Linked DNA regions of Mus musculus: regions 2, 3, 4 and 5 are each linked to region 1. Evidence: chromatin contacts called from public promoter capture Hi-C data. All regions are on one chromosome and are shown on one strand. Each heading gives the region's core, a stretch centred on a gene start, on an enhancer-like site or on the middle of the called end of the contact. The rest is flanking DNA. Distances are from core to core; before and after follow the strand shown. Region 1 holds the start of Vbp1 (von Hippel-Lindau binding protein 1). Region 2 holds the start of Cetn2 (centrin 2). Region 3 holds the start of Zfp185 (zinc finger protein 185). Region 4 holds the start of F8a (factor 8-associated gene A). Region 5 holds the start of Prkx (protein kinase, X-linked).

Region 1 (2,628 bases), core at 96-2,595:
ATGGTCCCTTCTTGTATGATTATTACTGTATCTTATATAAACTTATAACTGAGTACATTTAATGTTGTTCATATGTACATGTACTTGGGGCTGACCATTTAAGATTTGGCAACCTATCAGGGGGGCTTGTCTCTGGAGAAAATTGATTCTCCCTCCCTCAGCAGCCATTGACTGATTGTAGTTCATCATCTAGTGTAGGGCTGTGTGAAATTTCCCTCATTCCCATTAACGTGTATGCTGCTGGGGTCATTATGTAGGACTTGGCTAGGCAACCATATTGTTGAGATTTCATGGCTATAGTTTCCCTGCCATGTTGTTCTGGCTGGTTTTATGTGTCAACTTGACACAGCTGGAGTTACCACAGAGAAAGGAGCTTCAGTTGAGGAAATGCCTCCATGAGATCCAACTGTAAGGCATTTTCCCAATTAGTGATCAAGAGGGAAAGGCCCCTTGTGGGTGGGACCATCTCTGGGCTGGTAGTCTTGGGTTCTATAAGAGAGCAGGCTGAGCAAGCCAGGTAAGGCAAGCCAGTAAAGAACATCCCTCCATGGCCTCTGCATCAGCTCCTGCTTCCTGCCCTGCTTGAGTTCCAGTCCTGAGTTCCTTTGGTGATGAACAGCAGTATGGAATCGTAAGCTGAATAAACCATTTTTTCCCCAACTGCTTCTTGGTCATGATGTTTGTGCAGGAATAGAAACCCTGACTAAGACAAATTGATACTGGCTTGCTTTGTTTTATAAGCTACTTTTGCTTTTATTTGCAAACAGGGTCTCCTGCAGTGATTATGCATATCTGGTTTATTGATAGATTTGCTTTTTAAAGAGTTGTTGTGGAGGACAAAACTCTGGGAAGTCTTTGGATCTAAGAATTTAAGCACAGCTCTTGGCATTTTTTTCACATAAACTATAAACATATCGAAAGTTTTGACCTGGAAGCCGACAAGTATCTCACTGAAGGTGGCTTGTGAGAAAGATTGGTGTATTTCTTATGAGTCCAGGGCATACACACTCAGAATGAAGTTCACTGGTCTGCAAAAGGGAATTGGGATTGCCTCAGAAGCCACTCTGGAGTGTAGTCTCTTGATATCTTCAGGTGCAGGTGGGGCTGCGGTTTGGCATGGTCTGAATTCCCAGGGCTTTATCCTTGCCCATTCCTTAGATCTCTGAGATTAAGCATTAGAATAAGCATTAGCCTTCTGGCTTTTCCAACACATCCTTTCTAAGCTTGTCAGTCACATGCGTGTAGCCAATCACCACCCACGACGTAAGCACCAATGAATACGCAGATTCGCAGGGAGAGAGGCGGGTCTGAAGTGCAAACGATCCAATCACTGACGCCAACGATCGATGCCTCAGAAGGTAGTTATTTGCTCTGGTGCTTTCTGAAGATGGCGGCGGCTAAGGACGGATGCGGCCTAGAAACTGCTGCTGGAAACGGGCGGCGGCTCCACTTAGGGATTCCTGAAGCAGTGTTTGTGGTAAGAAACTCTTTCTCAGCGTCTTAATCTGATATTGGAGATTGCTTTCCAGTCACTTCCCAGGTCTGGGTCGTTGGGAGGAACAGAGCTAAAGGGTCCCGGAAGGGAATGTCTGGCCTTTTGCCTCTTCCTGCATCTTGGCTTTTTAGGCCTGGCGGGCGATAGCTTTGAAGAAAGGTAGTCCAACCCCGGCCCAGAAGAGGGAGCAGGGAGGAGAACTGGGTAGCTGGAGACGGATGCGAGGCGGATTGGGGCGTGGCGTCCCTTGAAACTGACCAGTTGCTGCCTGTTGTCGCCTAAAGAAAAACAAAAAACAGCAGCAACGGTTATTGAGCTCAAGACCGCAGTGATGCCGGAGATGTAGATGGGTGGACATTTAGCACAGAGAGCAGGCAGAGCAGCTGTTTGTAGGGTGTGGGTACTGAGTGGCACCCAGTCAGCTTGAGCACGGCCGTGGTCCGTTTCCTTGGGAATGGAAGCAGACTGCTGAGAAAAGTAAACGTTAGCACAAACGTTAAGTCCATGTGTTCTTGCTTTTAAGAATTGAGGCTTATGTAATGGGCAACCGGCTGTTATTAGGTTTTTGAAACCATTTTATATTTGCTTTTAGTAATACTATTTAAGCAGTTTGTAGACAACAAATTTTATGCAGTTGTGAAGATTGTGGGAAATGCAATTGGAAGGTTTCATGTAACAGGACCGACCCAAGTTAAATATTTGTACTGAAGCATATAAAATCTTAGTCAAAATTTCCTTGATTCTTTTTTGGTATGTACCAAAAATTATATATATTCTGTCTTATTGCTAACATTCTTCAAAAGACCCTTTTTTTCTTTTACTTAAATCACATTTTATATTGTATATTTTAATGTGCTGGTGGAATAAATTTTTATGTGTATTCTCAATGTTCTGTGCTTTTAAAAATATTTTTCAAGTGATCTTTACATGAAGTAATATTTTCTGAGGTTCAGAAATTTTCTTAGAAAATTTGCAAAACTTTATGAGGGAGTTACTGTTGTTCAAATTTTGTAGATGTAGTTGATGAAACCCAGAAATAGAGGTATCCAGAAGTAGCATTTGAGCAGTCAGGAGAGCTTTAGAACCTCTTTGGTCATGCTCTGCTACTTAGAGGTGAGGAAATTTTGTGTTAT
Region 2 (2,628 bases), core at 87-2,586, 2.6 Mb before region 1:
GCTGCCAAGCTTGATAACCTAAGTGGGAACCAGGACCCAGGCTTCAGTTGTCGTTGTCAAAGATGAAAAGGGAAACGATGCTTACATGGTAAAAGGAGAGAACTAACTCTTCCAAATTATTCTCTGACCGCCACACTCAGGCTAAAATGTGCTTCTCCACCAAGGAATAATAAGTGTAAAAACTAAAATAAAATTAACCCCAACTCTAAATGACAAATAGCACAAACCTCTGTGAAGAAAAAACTTTCTCTCAACTTAAAACTATTTCAATTTATATATGTCAGTTTTTACTAAGTTATAAAAAAAGAAATTGGCAATAATGAGGTTATTTTCTAATATAACTGTAAATTTGTCTTAATGTGATGTCTCATATGACTAAATTCAACTATATTTCATTGGGGAGCCACCAAATAGAAGAGAGTTTTTGTTTTAAAATAGTATATTACCATTTTCCTCCTTGTTCTTGTATAGATCAACATAGAGCAAGTGAATATATGAATATGAATTTCTAGTGTTAACATAGCCTTCATGAGAAGACATAACTCTGACCTCCACTGTCTTAAAGTTTATACTACAGAAAGTTCATGCAATTGTACCATTAATCCATGTGTCACTTTAGGAGATTCAATTTCAGTCATTTTTAAATCTAAAAAAGCATCATCAAAAGCTCTTTGAGAAACCAATTACAGTTATGGATGATCAACTGTATATGATTTCCGTACTCTCGGTTTTAGAAATGTACTTAAAACATCTACTTGTGGTGCCAGTTCCCAAGAACTCTGCTCCTCCAATTACTTATGCCTAAATTTGGCTAAATGTAAACTTACTAAGATAAAAATTATGCCGGTACAAAGTGATAAAAATCAAACCATTTGCACCTGCGTGCTTTCTCACAGCCTCTCCTGAAAGCGTTTGCGACCATCAGAACACAGTAAACCTCTTAGCACCAATGCATAAACTTTAACTGGGTGGCCGCGGCCAGGAGGCCTGAGTTTGACTGAGGCGGAAGTCTAAGGGAAGCAATAGAATGGTCACCCTGCTGTTTCCTGAAAGCCAGCGGAGGTCCAGAGGCAGTTTGTGCGGGGGTGGCTGAAGGTGACTTGGGCGAGGAGGGGGTAGTGGGAAAGAGCAGGCAAGGCAAGCTGCTGGCGGCTGTACTTTCTCTTCTACCCTTCCGGCACACAGCTCCAAGGAAGAACTAGTGCGTCAACGCCAAGAACCGTGCAAGAAAGGTAGCAAGGCTGCACCGAGGCCTAGGAAAGGACCGGGGACGCCGCGTGGGGTCCACCGAATCCCTAGCACTTACCATCACCCAACGGACTCTGCCACCGGTTGTTAAGGCAACGGCGTACTCGCAGCCTCAGCGGCGTTCCCACTGCTCCACGCGCGCACAGCCCGCTTCCCATTGGTTTGGGAACGAAGAGGTGGGGCTAACCTGGCAAAACTCGCCCAAGAGCAAGAGGGCGGTGCGTCGGCAGCCAAAGACTAGCCTCATTGGGCAAAATCATGCTGTGAGCGTCAATTGGTTGCGCCAGAGCCAAGCTAGACCAATCAACATTATGAAGGAAGCTCTGCTGATTGTGGGCTCATATCTATCAGTAGAAAAGGGTGGCGGGTGTTCAGCCAGACTTCTCTGGTTGCCGGTTGTCTGCAAGCTGAGGTCGATCATTTGAGTGTCTAAACCGGGTAAGAGTTGCGGGCTTGCCCTTAGAGGCTGCTGCGTGTGGGTGACAGAGCCTGGAGGAAGTAGGAGGGAATGGGTGGGACCCATTTTAAAACCGAGTTGGGGGACACAGAACATCTGAGGGGCCAGCAAGATATGACCAAATGGTTTGGAGGGGTGACTGTGCCAGGAGAAGCTGAGACCTCGAAACTGGAGTGGGCATGCTGAGTATTGTGTCAGTGGTTCACAGGGCTGGGGCTTAGAAACCCAATCCACATGAGGCTTTGTCTTTACATTAGCTCTACAAGAGTCACTTTAGCTCTCAGGGGAATGGGCTGGGGACTTTTAGATCTTCAAAACTCATCAAAATGTGTCCTGTTAGACGTACAGACACTCAAGTCACATGGGAAGGAGCATTCCTGAATGAGACTCCCTTGAAAGCAAAGCCACAGGAGTTTTGGAAGTATGGAATGTAAAGAGAATTAAAGGGCAAAGTGCACAACGGGTTGGGGCTACCTGGAGCTGTGCCAGGAGTAATGAAGGCCCAGGGTCGAACACAGATTCTATGTTCTACGTCCCTCAAAGCAAAGAAAATCAGTTTAGGGACTTTAAGGGCACAGTATCAGTCTCTCAAACTGAGAAAGGCCTGAGACTTAACAGCTCCCCATAAATGTAATATAGGCCCTTTGCCCTCTTTCCTTTAAGCCAGGAACCGGCTTCAAAACTTTTGTGTCTTGTTTGGCTCCTTTGTTCACTGCAGCAACAATCCCCCATATCCAGCCTCTGAGTTCTCACAGTTCCGTCCTTGAATTGTCCTCTGTTTTCTCTGTTCCTCCTCAGCCCTTCCTCAGCAGTATGAGCTGGAGTTCTCACCATAATCTGCAAAGCCTGCCATGAAATTCCTCCTTCTCCCATCACACCCACACTGTTCCCCCTCTGGCTCACTCTCACCCAGGGCACTATTT
Region 3 (2,628 bases), core at 64-2,563, 2.5 Mb before region 1:
GAGGTATGAGGGCACAGAAGTAGTCAGAAGACATGGGGAAGCCGGGGAGATTACAGTGGAGTGCTGGGGTGGCTGGTCTTACAGACAGAGGTTGAACACAGTCAAACATTAGGCCTTCTAAAAGCATCTGCTTTCATTCCAACAACAACCAGAAGCTGTAGGAAAGCGCTCTAAGCAGCTAGCATCTGGTCATATACCCAGTGAAGCTGCATGCATACTGTGTGATGGCTGAAATGGGAAGGGCGATAAGTCACAGGAAAACACGACAGTGAGTAGATTTGAGGGCCACTGCTGTAAAATTGGCAACAGGACTTTAATCTTTCTTTTTTCCTTTTTTTTCTTTTCTTTCCTTTCCTTTCTTCTTCCTTCCTTCCTTCCTTCCTTTTTTTCTTTCTTTCTTTCCTTCTTTCTTTCTTTCTTTCTTCCTTCCTTCCTTCCTTTTATCTTTTCTTTTTCTTTCTTTTGTAGTCTATCATTTTGATCATTTTTTGTGCACACTGGCTTAACTCTCTCCTCTATTGAAAGGACTTCTCTGACCTCACAGTGAGGGTTAGGAGCCTTTGTTGGATGTTCGACACCCCTACTACATTCTCACACTTCGTGCCTTTCACACATTACATATCCAAAAACTGTGAATGAATGTCATTTATTAAACCGAATGTGTGTGTCTTCCGACATGCCCTGAGAGGTAGTCCTGTTTTGCCTACCTGCCGGCTCCAAAAATGACCTTCCAGGGTACAAGTTTTCCCAGGCGCCAGACAGAAGTTTCTTGCTCACTTTTTTCTCCTATGCCTGACTTCCTGCATGATCTCAGCCATCAGTCCGCACCCCCCTGCCCCCAAGCCTGGTCCTTTCCCCGCCCCTGTCTGGGATCTCCATCTGTAAAATGGATCTAGGCACAGTAGTTCTCGACAGAACTGACCCGCCAGCATCTGTGGAAGTCGTTGGCCCAGAGCCTGGCCAGATCTCGCCGGGCGCAGGCAGGGACGCCACTAGTCAGCGAGGGCCCTTCATGTGGTGGAGTCCTCCTGGCCCCAGGGCTGGGAGCCCAGAGGAATTAGCCTGGAAGTTTTCCATAGCGGCAAAACTTTTTGGAGCTCGCTCTGAGCTGGGTGAGGGGAGCCCCAGCCTTGATTTCTCCAGCAGCTCCATTGGGCGGAGCAGGGAAGGGGTGGGAGGACCGAGGACACCGGCTGGAGAATGTGCGGAATGTGCCAGGCGCATCTACCTACCCCAGGAGAGGGCAGAGGAAGGGGGCCGGCCGAGGGGAGGGGCGAGGGGCGAGGCTCCCAGCAGCCGGAGAAAACCTGTTTGTTCTCGGGCGGGCGGAGCCCAGTCCGTGCCTCTTCGTTGCCCCGCGCGCTTCCCACTGCGTACCGCTTCCCGCGCCCGCTGACGCGGCCCGGCTGGGTTCAGTGCTGCCCACCCGAGGGAGCCCGCGCACCACGCCTGTCCGACCCTCTGCCCGTCACACAAGCCGGGCACCTGTACCAGGTAGGGTTGTTGAGTCGCCGTCCTAAAGAAGTGGCTCGACCACCGGGAGGCTACAAGGAGCACCCAGTTCGTGTCCTCCTGGACACAAGCCAGGGCCTCAGTTTCCCTACCAATAATTCATACTCGCTCCAAGCATCCCTCTTCGGAATCCCGTCAGGGAGGCAGTGCCCTCGGTTTCTGCTTTTCACCGCGAGTGAAGAGACAGGCAACGTTCCTCAGAGTGTCCAACAAAAGCAGGTGGCTCTCTGGCTGGTCTAGTCCCTCTGACCTACTCATTTGTGGATGAGACCGATTGTTAGTAGACTGCCAGCGGGGATGGGGCAGGGTGAGCCTAGAATTGGTGTGTTGCAAGCATCACAGAATTCCACATCCTTAGTAAAATGTGCCCATTTTATAGATGAGGAAACTGAGGTACAGAGGCAAGCTTACTCAATAATCCCCTCACTGGCCTGGAGCCCAGAGCAAAGGGACTTAATGGTGGTTTGTGATAGACATGTACTGGTCACTGGGCGACCTCAGGGCTGGGAAGGGAGCTGCTCATACTCAGACAGAAGGCGCCGAATCAAGTGTCACTGTGGTGTTATCAGCGGGATCTGCTGTGCACAGTCTCTGTAACTGGATTGTTTGTGTGGGAGCAGGGGAGAGCCAATAGCCTCATCCTCTTTGCAACTGCTTAGTGATAGCTTGGCCTCTGAGAAAGGTTGGAAACGCAGATCCTCCTGTCGGCCATGCCACTTCCTTCTGTACTGTGGCACCTGGCAGCTCCACTGAGTAAAAGGAGAAGCCTATCAGGCCCACCTTCCCCTCCAAGGCTGTGGAGTCTATAAAGTATGTTGGGAGTTGTGTTCTCCACAAGCCATTGGTACTGACTCTTGACATTAAGGTAGGTGGTGACACCTGCTCTTGGTCTTGTCTTGCTCTCATGGTTCTTTGGATTTCTAGTCATGGGCAGGAAGCAGGTTTCCACAGGCTGATAAACCTGAATAATGGTGAGGGGCTCTGAACTGGAGAGCTGCAGTAGGAAGCTTATGAAGTTCTTATTTTCCCATGGCCTCAACTGGCTCTTCTGCACAAACAGTGCCAGTTTGGGTGGGTGCCAACAGATCTCCAGGGTACAGGTACAACTTACTGGAG
Region 4 (2,628 bases), core at 86-2,585, 2.3 Mb before region 1:
TCTATTTATGTGCTGTATTATGTTGTTTATTGTTTTACATTTGCTTGCAATATACATAAATGCACTCATTTGAAACCTAAAGTACATATGTGATATATCACTGTTCTATGGGATAGGTTGTCATTTAAGAGAGAAATTGGTATACTGGCTTTTTTCAGAGGGAGGGAGGGCAGGAGGGCAGGAGGGATGGAGGGAGAGAGAGACAGAGAGAGATTGATCAAGACATTGATGGTTTTTAAAAATTATTTCTTTATGTGTCTGTGTGTTTTACTGGGAAATGAACTCAGGTCCTCTGCAAGAGCAACAAATGCTCTTAAGCAGTAAGCTTTCTCTCAGGCCTCCATTGATGCTTTTAAATGATAGGTCTGCTATGCACAATTCTATTTTTTGGTTCACGATAAGAGTAGAAAATTAACACATCCTTTATTTGCTGAGTTCATTTGACTTTTGGATCAATGGATTGCTTTTTTAGAATTTGGAGGATAGGATCCAAGTGTATCACACCATGAAAAACTAAGGAGAAGACAAGAGAATTTGCGAAATGAAAATTAGCTTCTGTTGTACATCTTGACAAATTATTTTCAGGCACGTAATTCTCTACTAGGTGCAAGTATATAATCCTTTATATATAAATTTAATAATGTACACTCCCCCCTTTTGTTCAAGTTCTGGTAGGTAATCATTTGGACTAATTGAGATAGTTCAAAATAAAGTAAAAGGAATCCCTTCTTTGTTTTTAAATACTTGGTATAAATTGAAACACATGCATGTACAATAGCTAATTTAAAGTGCCTTTGGTAGTGCATGTCCTGCTAAAAATCCTTCATGAAAACTCTTTCAAAATCAATGTGTATATGATTGCAGGTGATATGTATATCAATGTGTATATGATTGTAAATAAGCTGTAAACTAGCAAAGGCTCCCACCATGGCAGGACCTGTACTAGCTTGCTCAGTCAGGTCTCATGTTTGTTGAGGAAGTGAGGGGTACGATGCTAATCCTGGCAGCAGAGAAATCCTTTGCATATTTGACTGGCACTGGACCCGCCCCCTCCATTTGCGTCACTCAAGCCCCACCCCCGCAGAATTTAATTCCATACGGGGACTGTTTGGGTAGGCACCCAGCCCTTCTTCCTTGATTGGCTTTTATAGTCCTCCATATCCCTCCTTCAACAGCACTTTGCACATCACTGTGGCTACAGCAGAGCGCTGGGGCGCCTGAGGCGGAAGCGGAGGTGATGAATTGTGATCCCATTGTGGGCTAGGCGCAGCGTAGCGTTAGTCATAGCTGTTCCCCCTCAGCCCTCCCTCAACCGGAAGTAAGGCGGCGCGGCTAGCCGGTCAACATGGCTGCGGGCTCTGCGTCCTCCTTGGGCGGCGGTGCCTGGCCAGGCTCAGAGGCTGGGGACTTCTTGGCACGCTATCGGCAGGTGTCCAACAAGCTCAAGAAGCGCTTCTTGAGGAAGCCGAACGTGGCCGAGGCCGGGGAGCAGTTCGCCCAGCTAGCCCGGGAGCTGCGCGCCCAGGAGTGCCTGCCTTATGCTGCCTGGTGCCAGCTGGCTGTGGCGCGCTGCCAGCAGGCGCTCTTCCATGGGCCCGGGGAAGCGCTGGCCCTCACAGAGGCGGCCCGACTTTTCCTGCGGCAGGAGTGCGACGCGCGCCAACGCTTGGGCTGTCCCGCCGCCTACGGGGAGCCTCTGCAGGCGGCCGCCAGCGCCCTCGGCGCCGCTGTGCGCTTGCACCTCGAGCTCGGCCAGCCTGCCGCCGCTGCTGCACTGTGCCTGGAACTAGCTGCTGCCCTTCGCGCAGTGGGCCAGCCGGCCGCTGCTGCCGGTCACTTTCAGCGGGCTGCCCAGCTGCACCTGCCCCTGATGCCACTGGCCGCACTGCAAGCGCTTGGTGATGCTGCCTCCTGCCAGCTGTTGGCGCGCGACTACACAGGCGCCCTGGCGCTATTTACACGCATGCAACGCCTGGCACGGGAGCATGGGGGCCACCCGGTACAGCAACTCGAGCTGCTGCCGCAGCCGCCTTCTGGGCCCCAGCCACCCCTGTCGGGACCCCAGCCGAGACCTGTCTTGGGCTCGACCTTGCCCCTCCCGCAGCCCCCGGACCACGCCCCAGGCTCTGTTGCGCCTTCACCTGGCACACTCGGTGCCTTTGCTGACGTCCTAGTCAGGTGTGAGGTGTCCCGTGTACTGCTGCTGCTGCTCCTGCAACCACCACCTGCCAAGCTGCTGCCCGAGCATGCCCAGACCCTGGAGAAGTACTCCTGGGAGGCTTTCGATGGCCATGGCCAGGATACCAGCGGCCAGCTTCCTGAGGAGCTGTTTCTGTTATTGCAGTCTCTGGTCATGGCTGCCCAAGAAAAGGACACTGAAGGCATCAAGAAGCTGCAGGTGGAGATGTGGCCACTGCTAACCGCTGAGCAGAACCACCTCCTCCACCTCGTTCTGCAGGAAACCATCTCTCCCTCTGGACAGGGTGTCTGATAAGTCACCTTCTTACCAACTTGTTTTATCTTTGGGGACAGGTGATGAAACATGTGATCTAGCTTCTGTTTTTTTTGTCTGTTTTTGTCTTGTTTTTCTTTTCATTTCTATTGCTGCCATGTTAATTTGGCTTTGTG
Region 5 (2,628 bases), core at 40-2,539, 2.3 Mb after region 1:
CAACATGATACATAAATAAACGACATTCATTCAAGCAGCTCAGTTTCCCTCAAAAGTCAATCAAAAGCCAAGATGCAGCGAGTGTCAGCCAGCCTCCAAGAGGGAACCAGGATCAAACTTGCAAGCCCTTTTACCCACACACATTTTTTTTTTAACATCTCACCTGCTCAGCTGAGAAAGTGTTTATTGCCCCTCATCCTGGTCCTGAACCCTGACTTGACTTCCACACCAGGGTGAACACAGAAGCCTCTAGAATCTCTGCTCACAGCTGATCGGAGGACGCCAATCCCTCCCTCTGTCCTTCCTCCATCCTCCCGGAACACTTTCCTAATCATCAACACACCAGGCACAACTGTCCTAGTGACCAAGTTTGCTGAGAAGCCCGGGACTCCTGGGCTTCAGACTTGAGAAGCTGGCGCCCATGATTCGCAAGATCCTAGCCTCCCTCCCCAGTACTCCGGCACGTTTGGGGATCTACCGGCTTCCCTAGCAACTTTCGGGGTCACGAGGGTACCAAGTTTGAGCCACTAAAGAAAAAACGAGACCCAGGCACACAATAGATGCTGGGAAAACGTCCCCGAAGGGTCCCTTGGGGGTCACGCGTCCCTTCGAGTCCCGCCAGGGGTCTACAGTGCGGAGGCTGGATGCGATCCCGAGAAATCCTGGGCATGAGCGGGTGCGCAAGCGCCAGGGAGGCCGGGCGTGGTGTCCCAAGGGTGGCTAGCACCCCAGTAGGGAGCCTCCGAGTCCCTAAGGTGAAGTCACCCTCCTGAAAGCTCTGTGACGTGGGGCTGCCCCGTTTCCGGAGGCCCAGTAATGAGAGTGTGGGAGACAGAAATCTGAGGGTCGCTCCCAAGCCGCGTCCCCACACATAAGTTCTTACTCAGTTCTCACTCACCCACGGTGGCTATGGTGTCCCAATCTTGTAACGAGTGCCCCGCCTTCTGTGACGATGTCCTGGGTTTGGGGTCCGCGGCGGGCGCCGAGACCTTGGTCTTCACGGGGTCATGGTCTGGATCTTTTACGGTCGCCGCGGCACCAGCGGGCGGCTCCATGGGGCGGGGGACGCACGGTGTGACAGCGGCGCAATGGCAGTCTGTGCATCAGCAGTGGGCTCGCACGGGTGTTCCGGAGCCCGCGGCCGAGAGGACAATGGAAGCAAACTCAGCGGGTCTCAGAGCGATGGGAGGGGCTCATGGAAGTCGCCCGAGGGCTCCACGGACGCGCGTGGGGTCCGCGGGACCGGAGCCAACCGCAACCCTCTTCATTCCCGGCGGAAGCCGGCTGGGCGGCGACCGGCTTGTGACGGCGGGGGAGTGGGGTGTCTGGATGACGCGAGGGGGAAGAGCCTTCATCTCGCTCCGCCTTGTTGCGTAACCGACGGGGAGGAGCCCGGCGTTGGCCCAACCCTGCCTATTGTTACTCACCCGCGGGGCCCACGCCCATGGGATGTACCTGCACCAAAGTAAAAGTAATGGAGGGGGCTGCACTGGGGCCACGGGGTCCAGCTTGACACACACACACGCACGCACACCATGGGTCTCTCTCTCTCTCTCTCTCTCTCTCTCTCACACACACACACACACACACACACACACACACACACACACACACACACACCGCATGCCTGGTTCCTCCCCCTTGGCAGGAAGCGGGAAGGAAGAGGTGCAGGAACTTCCGGCTGCTGCTTGGATATTTACCAGCAGAGCCTTAGCAGTGGGTAAAGGCACCAGAAGGAGTCCGGGTTGGGCAGGGTTTCTCGGTTTCTCCTTAATCTCAGGGGATTGAACTCCTGGTGTTCTGTAGTCCCCGAGTGCCGCCCTCCCGAAAGCCCGGGCTCTCAGTGGCCCTGCAGCACCTGCTGATCCTGAGCCCTGGGGCTCCTGAGTAGACCGGGTTTCCAGGGACTTGTTATGCGGCTTCAAACAGGCCTGGGCTCGTAGGCAGTGCTGAGAACTGGGTGCTTCACAGACCGCAGCCACCACCTGCAAGGTGAGGGCGGTGTTTCCCTGAGCCTGGAATGCAAAGAATGTGGTCTCCCGGCTGCTCAGTGCATGCTCACTGCACTGCACCGCTCCTAGCTTTGAGGCACTGGGTCCTAGAAGACACAGGGCCAATAGGGCCCCAAGTCAGGAATGAAGTGGGGACCATCCATTCGGAACCAGTTGCCCCGATGATGCCCGTAGGTGGCAAGTACACTGACCTTGGCAACAAGAAAGTCTGCTGGCTGCTTTATTTATTATTATTTTTTTTTATTGTTTCACATTGAGAACATTTTCTCATTCAATAAACACATGCTAGGACCTGATACTCCACTAGTCAGAATGCACAGAGCCTGCTATTATTTTGAGTTTGGTTACACTATGACAAAACTGTAGCCTGATCCCAGACCTTAGTAGACCCCCAGACTTTATACAGCTGACTCCATGATGGAAGTATCATTCAGGTTATAACACTCAAAATGAAGACAGCGCCACCTACCAAAACTAAAAGACTAGTCCATCAAAGCCCTTAGTTCTGGGAAAGTTTCTAAATCTACTAAGCTTGCATTTTGGTTTCTGTAGTTCCACTTCTGGCTAATTGTTCTTGTTAAAACATGTCAACCTAGAACATAGTTTCTGTTTTAAA

The links. Promoter capture Hi-C pulls out the DNA fragments that hold promoters and counts their contacts.
Region 2: a contact with region 1 is called in a promoter capture Hi-C map of pre-B cells. The contact joins the promoter of Cetn2 here to the promoter of Vbp1 in region 1. A contact is called at or near these places in 4 of 39 promoter capture datasets (cranial neural crest, erythroid cells, liver and 1 more) and 2 of 9 other capture datasets (adipose tissue and liver).
Region 3: a promoter capture Hi-C map of cranial neural crest shows a contact between it and region 1. The contact joins the promoter of Zfp185 here to the promoter of Vbp1 in region 1.
Region 4: a contact with region 1 is called in a promoter capture Hi-C map of pre-B cells, with 6 times the contacts expected there. The contact joins the promoter of F8a here to the promoter of Vbp1 in region 1. A contact is called at or near these places in 2 of 39 promoter capture datasets (cranial neural crest and pre-B cells).
Region 5: a promoter capture Hi-C map of pre-B cells shows a contact between it and region 1, with 5 times the contacts expected there. The contact joins the promoter of Prkx here to the promoter of Vbp1 in region 1. A contact is called at or near these places in 6 of 39 promoter capture datasets (cranial neural crest, embryonic stem cells, liver and 2 more), 2 of 115 datasets of contacts at active chromatin or transcription factors (bone marrow-derived dendritic cells and epiblast stem cells) and 1 of 9 other capture datasets (liver).

Annotation. Positions count from the first base shown.
Region 1 is chrX:75,512,952-75,515,579 of GRCm38.p6, forward strand. Vbp1 (von Hippel-Lindau binding protein 1) reads left to right here and starts at 1,346. Exons shown (of 6, transcript NM_011692.2): 1 at 1,346-1,477. The coding sequence starts at 1,388.
Region 2 is chrX:72,917,008-72,919,635 of GRCm38.p6, forward strand. Cetn2 (centrin 2) reads right to left here and starts at 1,337. Exons shown (of 5, transcript NM_019405.6): 1 at 1,307-1,337. The coding sequence starts at 1,309. It overlaps Nsdhl (NAD(P) dependent steroid dehydrogenase-like), which reads left to right and starts at 1,514. Exons shown (of 8, transcript NM_010941.3): 1 at 1,514-1,686.
Region 3 is chrX:72,986,026-72,988,653 of GRCm38.p6, forward strand. It overlaps Zfp185 (zinc finger protein 185), which reads left to right and starts at 1,314. Exons shown (of 19, transcript NM_009549.3): 1 at 1,314-1,494.
Region 4 is chrX:73,226,971-73,229,598 of GRCm38.p6, forward strand. F8a (factor 8-associated gene A) reads left to right here and starts at 1,336. Exons shown (of 1, transcript NM_007978.3): 1 at 1,336-2,628. The coding sequence starts at 1,346. The coding sequence ends at 2,491.
Region 5 is chrX:77,794,650-77,797,277 of GRCm38.p6, forward strand. It overlaps Prkx (protein kinase, X-linked), which reads right to left and starts at 1,290. Exons shown (of 9, transcript NM_016979.2): 1 at 899-1,290. The coding sequence starts at 1,055.